Linked DNA regions of Rattus norvegicus: region 2 is linked to region 1. A link is a contact called in public Hi-C data. All regions are on one chromosome and are shown on one strand. Each heading gives the region's core, a stretch centred on a gene start, on an enhancer-like site or on the middle of the called end of the contact. The rest is flanking DNA. Distances are from core to core; before and after follow the strand shown.

Evidence for each region. A called contact is a pair of places that touch in the nucleus more often than the background predicts.
Region 2: a contact with region 1 is called in a Hi-C map of mammary epithelial cells, with 2.2 times the contacts expected there. The contact joins the promoter of Spry4 here to the promoter of Gnpda1 in region 1. A contact is called at or near these places in 2 of 12 Hi-C or Micro-C datasets (the Rat2 cell line and mammary epithelial cells).

What each region holds. Positions count from the first base shown.
Region 1 is chr18:30,426,562-30,429,980 of GRCr8, reverse strand. It overlaps Gnpda1 (glucosamine-6-phosphate deaminase 1), which reads left to right and starts at 1,351. Exons shown (of 7, transcript NM_001134995.1): 1 at 1,351-1,393; 2 at 2,054-2,183. The coding sequence starts at 2,060.
Region 2 is chr18:30,701,188-30,704,700 of GRCr8, reverse strand. Spry4 (sprouty RTK signaling antagonist 4) reads left to right here and starts at 2,155. Exons shown (of 2, transcript NM_001106150.1): 1 at 2,155-2,405. It also overlaps a transcript of Arhgap26 not described here.

The DNA of each region.
Region 1 (3,419 bases), core at 102-2,601:
CCCTTTTCTCCTCAAGTTGCTTTTGGTTATGTTTCATCACTGCAATATGAACCCTAACTAAGACACATGGGTACCAAAGCTCTTGGCAAAGCCCAATATAATAGAAGGGCTGACCACATAAGTTCTTCTCCCTGACTTAAGCATGGGCATTTCCTAAATGCCCTCAGAGTTTGAGATACCCCAAGGTAGACAACTGGAGAGGTGGCTTGGCAGTTAAGTGTTTGCTTCTCTTGTGGAGGATCTGAATTCAGTTCCTAGCACCCAAGTCAGGGAACTCCACAACTTTAGCACCTGGGGATTCAATGCCACTTTCTGGCCAACTTGGGCACCTCCATACATGAGACTTACACACAGAGAAACACGCACATACATTTAAGTCTTTTTAAAAGACTATGTCTTGTTTGGATACTACAAAGTGAAAACATAGACAGGAAGTAGGGTGGACCCAAGAATGACAAGGGCCTTCTTTTCTCTCCTTGTTCTGACTTCCGCTCTGGCTGGCTGACACCCAGTAATTTCTTTTTTCTTTTTTTTTTTTTTTTGTTGTTGTTGTTCTTTTTTTCGGAGCTGGGGACCGAACCCAGGGCCTTGTGCTTCCTAGGCAAGCTCTCTACCACTGAGCTAAATCCCCAACCCCGACACCCAGTAATTTCGACATAAGTAACCAACCTAACTTTCTGCAAGAGAACAGTAGATCCCTCCGAGAGACATCACAAACGAGATAATTAAGCAGTAGTTGCGCCTTTTGCCCAGCTTTGTGACTTGAGCATAGGGAGTCCCTTGACGGACTGCTGTCTTATCTCTGCTCTGACATACAATCAGGAGTCTGCACAACCATACTTTTTTTTTTTTTTTTTGGTTCTTTTTTTTCGGAGCTGGGGATCGAACCCAGGGCCTTGTGCTTCCTAGGCAAGCGCTCTACCACTGAGCTAAATCCCCAACCCCTTACAACCATACTTTTTTAAAGTCTCCTTTTCAAGGTCCGAATTCTGGAGGGAGGGGCTGGGGACCGAAATAGCCAGATTTAGCTACAGATTTAGCTGTGTTCAAGGCGCCAGTGCACACAGCCAGTGCTCAAACAATGCATCCTCTCGTAAGGCCTACACCCCGGCATCTTGTCCAGGGCTTAGTGCTACTGCTGTGTCAGTGTGCACCCCACGCCGGGCTGAGAGGGGCTGTGGCTGCACAGTCAGCAGTCCACTTTGCACTTTACATCTAAGTGACACACCCAGATCAGAAGGTCACACCTTGGGGCCTCAGGCAGAGCTGCCTGGCAGTAAAGGACGGCCCTGAGTCAGCTGGCAGTGCGCGCGCACCTCGTGACCTGTGACCACGTGACGTGCACGGCCCGGCTGCCAGTGCTGTCGCCGCTGCAGCTGCGGAAAGCCTACGAGTAAGTGGGAGCGACCCTTCGGGATTTCCGGACCCCCGGACCTGGGTCACTGGTGGCCCGAGGGGCGACGTGAGCGCAGTCTGGGTGGGGGACGCCAGGCTACGCGGACGACGGCGAGCCGTTAGCCCTCCCTGCGCAGGGTTACCTGTATCCCTCGGTGCTTTAGGGGAAACTAAGGACCCTGGGAGCAAGCTGGGAGGGCAGGAAGTACCCCGCCCCTCTCCATGCCTCGCCACCTTCTCCAAGTGCCCTACGGTGACTCCGCGGCACCTCTGGTACTCGAAGGGAGCTGGAGGCAGGGGACCTGCCCTAGGTGAGGATGTGGGCAGGAGCAGGCCCAGCTGTTGGTGACAGTGGCCCGCCGACTGTATGCTATGTAGTTCACGTGCTGTCGTGAAATCGAGGAGGCAGGTACTGACGAGTGCAATTTTACACTGGAAGGAACGGGCCAAGAAAATTCTGGTGTTTTGTAAGGTCCTCTCCAGACAAGGACTGACCCCTCAGTACCGCCTCCTGGTGGTTGGCGAAGACAAGCCGCCCAACCTGTTCACCTATGAGGGAGGAGAAGGCTGTTGCTTGGCTGAAAGGACTCTGTCCTCCTCCCCAGTCTTCTCTGTCCCTGCCCTCCCCTTAATTCAATTTGTTATGTCCACGCTGCAGGTCGAGATGAAGCTCATTATTCTGGAACACTATTCACAGGCCAGTGAGTGGGCGGCCAAGTATATTAGGAACCGCATCATCCAGTTTAACCCAGGACCTGACAAGTACTTCACCCTGGGGCTCCCCACCGGTATGCAGTGGGAAAGAGGGGGTGGTGGGTAGCGGGTTTCCAATTGGGGGAAAGTAAGCACATAACAGGTAATAACAAAGCAGGGTAATCACGGGTTGGGGATTTAGCTCAGTGGTTAGAGCGCTGGCCTAGGAAGCACAAGGCCCTGGGTTCGGTCCCCAGCTCCAAAAAAAAAAAAAAAAAAAAAAAAAGAACCAAAGCAAGGTAATCACAACTAAGACAATGGGCACGGGGTTCGTATAACCTTTTGAAACAAAGAAAGGGGTGCAAGATGGTAATAAATAACTTTTTGAAATAAAGGCACGATTGCCGTTCCTGGAACAGGCAGTAAAGAACCAGTCCTAGTTAAAGTTACAGGTGAGGCATAGCTCAGTCCTTGAAAAACAGAGGTTTAACCATAAACAGGAAGCAGAAGTTAAATCCTAACTCAGTCCCGTTCTCTACTGGTAGAGGGTACTAGCTGAGCCCTACTCATAGGAGAACTGAGAAGTTAATCATTCAAATACTTTTCTATAAAGCTTAGTTGATTATAAAGTCCAATTGTCTTCTGGAAAAGAGTCTGAATGTTACCTTTACAGGAAGATATTTTGATCCAGTGCCTTGGTGGTTTGTCCGACCCATCCACCGTAAAGAGGCCTTCAGACTTCTGCAGTAAATATTTCAGGTGTCACTATTACAGCTGCTCATTTTGCCACTGTAGGTAGGAAAACAGCCACTGGTGGATATATATGTGGATGCGTGTGGCTAGACGTTTAAAAACTTTCTTTGTAGACACTGAAGTTTGGGCTTACATAATTTTCATGTCGTGAAATATTCTTTTGATTAAAAAAATATTTAAAAACTTTAAAACCATTCTTGGGCTGGAGAGGTGATGGCTCAACAGTTAAAAGCACTGCCATTCTTGCAGAGGACCGGAGTTCAGGTCTAGCACCTAATGACAGTAGACCCCAGCCATCCCTAAGTCCAGCTTCAGGTGATGTAAAGCCCTCTTCTGGAATCTGCAGACACCTGCATTCACATGCGTAGTCTCACACATGAAAGAAAATTTTGTTCATTTGTTTGTTTGTTTGTTTTTGAGTCAAGGTCTCACTAGGGAGCCTTGGCTTGGAACTGGCTATCTAGACCAGACTGGATTCACACTCGGAAATCCACCTTGTCCCTCCCCAGTGCTACGATCAATGGTGTGCACTACCCCACCTGGCAAGGAAAGCTTTCTAGCTGCTGAGCCACCTCTCC
Region 2 (3,513 bases), core at 906-3,405, 270 kb before region 1:
AAAGACTGAGCTTCACAAGGGCAAGGGGGGTTATCTATCTCCCATCATGAGCCCCCATCTCCACAGACAGCAGCATAAGACAAGCAAATAGTTTCGTCTCTCAGACACTGTGATCACGAGGACACCGCAGGGGTAGTGGGGCTTGAAGCTTCTCCGAAACTCCTCACTTGGGCTGGGCAATTTCCTCCCTCAAGACAGATTCAGAAAGTAGAACCCTGTCTTTTGGCTACATTTAAAAAGAAGGATCAGGAAGCATCCCTTCTCCTTCCTCCACAGTTTACAAAAGGAGTTATTCATTCTCATCCTTGAAACTGAACAAGGGCCATGGGTAAAACCAGCTGGAAAAAAAATGTTATTATTTAACTGCTTAAATGACAAGAAATAGGTTTCTCGGACCCTGATGGTGGGGAGGGGTTTAGCCTCAATGTAGAGAGAACTGGGTTGCAAGCCCTGAAATTCAGCACATTTACTTGCCCTTCTGGTCACCAGATGCGGGACTTTGGGCCTCAATTTCCAGATCTGACAAATGGGAATAGAAAGAAGTACAGAAGGAAGTCCGAAAGTCCGCCCTCCCACTCTCCACCCCTGGCTCTGGATGGAGGTTCTATCCCAGGAAGGAAGCTGAGGCTCCGTGGGAGAGTCTCTTCTGGTCCCAGGAACTGAGTAAGTAATCACTAAGACGTGAGTCTGGGGGTTGCGAAGGCATTTTACGCTAGGACAGCTAGGACACAGTGACCTTGGGTTCTGGTCTGAACAGCTTGTGATGGAGCCCAAGCCCCAGCCCCAGGCCAGACCTCACCAGTGGTCTGAGTCTTTCAATTGGTTCCTGTGACAACAGTCAAGCGCAGTGTTATGGTGGCGTAGGAGGAAAAGTCTTATAACCCATGAAGGCCAAACACCAGCAAGAGATATCTTGCCGGGGATTCAGACTGAGAACAAGCTCTTAAACTGCATCAAAGCCACCTCTACCCCAGGCTTCCCGGTTACTGGACGGCGCTGGGCCTGATGCTGGAGCGCCTGACTACAGGAGTCAGGCCTAATAGAGGGGCTTTTCTTTTCACCGGCTTGGGCTGCCACCCCCGCCCTATCCCCCAGCAAAGAAAGGCTCTCCGGCCATTTCCATTCCCTCTGTGGCTCAAGAGCCCTGTTATTTAATACCGTGGCCACCCGGGCAGCATCCTGCCGCGGCCTGCTCCACCCATCCACCTGGCCAATTCTCCCTATTCCTTTAGCCGAGCGAGGTGGGGAGAGCATTAGGGGAAACAGCCTTCTATAACAAAGGGGAGAGGGTCACAGGAATACAAAGGCCTGGAAAGACTGGAAGACTAGGACGCGAGTAGTGAAGGGGGCACCTAGCCAGGGCAGCAGAGAGCGGGCGGAAGCTCCGGGCATTGCGGACATTACACTGGGGCGGGGGGAGAGGCGGGGCGCTGAGAGGTGAGGGCCAGGCCTCTGGCTGAGTGGACAGAATCGCCCCGGGGGGTACTAGAGCCGGAAGAGGCCTCGGCCCAGATACTGTCCACACCCAAGAAATGGGAGGAGGAGTGGTCTGCACTTAGAAAGGGAGCCAGATTCACTCAGCAACCCCCACCCTGCCCTTCTTTGAAATAGACAAAGGACATTTTCTTAATTTTTGGCAAACGCGGCTGGAAGGTCCCTGCCCCCGACGTCCCCAGGCGCCACAGATCTTGAAAAGAGAAGGTTCCCCAGTAGGGGTCCTCTCGCTCCCCCTCCCCATCGCCTGAGGTGACAAGAGATACGCAAATCGAGGTGTGTCCTCCCCCACCCTGCGCTGAGCCCAAGATCTGGAGGCCGCAGCGCCCCCCACCCTCTAGTCACACTGACGGTTCCTGCCCAAGCCCGCAGTGGCGTGAAGGTGGCCTTTACCTCCTCTCGCAGGCTGGGAGGAGGGTACAACCCACGCAGCTAAACCAGCTGCTGCAGTCGCCGCCGCCCTCCATTCATTACAAAGGAAAAAAAAAAAAGGAACAACAACCTCCACCCCTCTTTGTAAAAGAACGTCGGCCCCAGGAGGAGCAACAGCCGGCCCCAGCAATCACGGGTTAAGCTCTTTTCCGGCCCCCCATTCATAAAAAAAGGAGCCTAGCGCATGCGCGTACGGGGTCGCTTGTGCCCACCCATTCATAGAATCGCGAGCGGCGCGCGTGCGCACTGGAGCTCGCTGCCCTCCCATTCATAAAAAAGCCATTTTCCCAGGCAAGGGTTGCAACATCGCCGCCGAGGCAGCGAGCTGAGCTGACAGCGCGGAGCTGGCGCTGCAGGACTCAGAGAGCCTTACCGGCTCCTCTGACTTGGCGTCTGTGAGTACAACGGCGACTGACCCACTCTGGTTCGGGGATTTACACAGACGTGGAGCGATGCTTGTGACTCTGCAGCTCCTCAAAGTAAGTCCACAACCGGTTTGGGGAACCAAAAGTACCCCCTCGATGCCGTGACGCGGCTCCCCTCGGGCTGGGGCCAATGGTGCACTATTTCGATCCCCTTTGGTGTCCCTTCCCTCGGCGTGCGCCTCCTCGGGTCCCTTGCGGTACACCGCAGCTACCAGGCGCGCCCGGCCGGCACGGAGCTGGGGGTGTTCACAGCCTGGCACTGCCGTTTTCGACCCCGGGCATTGCCAAGCCCGGCTTCCGCGCCCTGTGCGACTCTGGAAGCCCTGTGCGTGTCAGGGGAGTTTGCCTCTGGCCTGGCCTCTTCTACCACCACTCTCCTTGAGCGCTGGAACCCGCAGCCCCGGGCTCGCTCTGGAGCGACCGCTTGGGACTGGGGGGCGCCCTAGGTTTGGGCGACTCGCCCACCCCCGGGCTTCGTGCCCACGGTGCCAGCTCTCTCGTGGGTCTTCCCAGCCCGCCTCAGCGGCCTATGCTCGACGTAGCTTTTTCTTTCTTGGTTCCGAGCCGTGGTGGACAAGGTTTCCTATCCTTATGCTTTCCTACTGGATGGTCAGCGTGGGGCCGGCCAAGGACTGAGGTTTTCTGCTCCCTCTCCTTGGCGAGGAGGTTCCAGGCCGTCTGACCTTTGCTCGGCTGCCTCATTTTATGCTGTACAACTGCCTTGTTTCGCTCCTTCTGGGCCTGAGGCTCTTTAGCCACCCGGTGCCCCCCTATCCTCAGACATCGATCTTTGCCAAGCCCCAGGGCCCCTGGGCCTCTCGCTAAGGCTGTGGTGGGGGCTGAAGGTGCGTTTACATAACGCCGGGCGTGTGGGAGCTGGAGGAAGAGGTTGCGTGCGTAGGAGAGATAAGGTGCCCACTTTCCCTCCTTGTTGGTACCAGACTTGACAACACCGAGAATAGAGGATAAAGACGGTATGTTCTGAAAAATTCGGAGTCGCCAGGGCCACGGGGGCATTGAGGAGGGTAAGGGGGAGGACGGGCTTGGCCAACCCCGGCAGCTGGAGCTTGGCTTCATCACTGGGGCCACGGCTGTGCCCAACTCTCTCTCCAAGCAGACGATCAAAAAGCATTTACAGTAGCTGCTCTTGGGCAAGAAGACG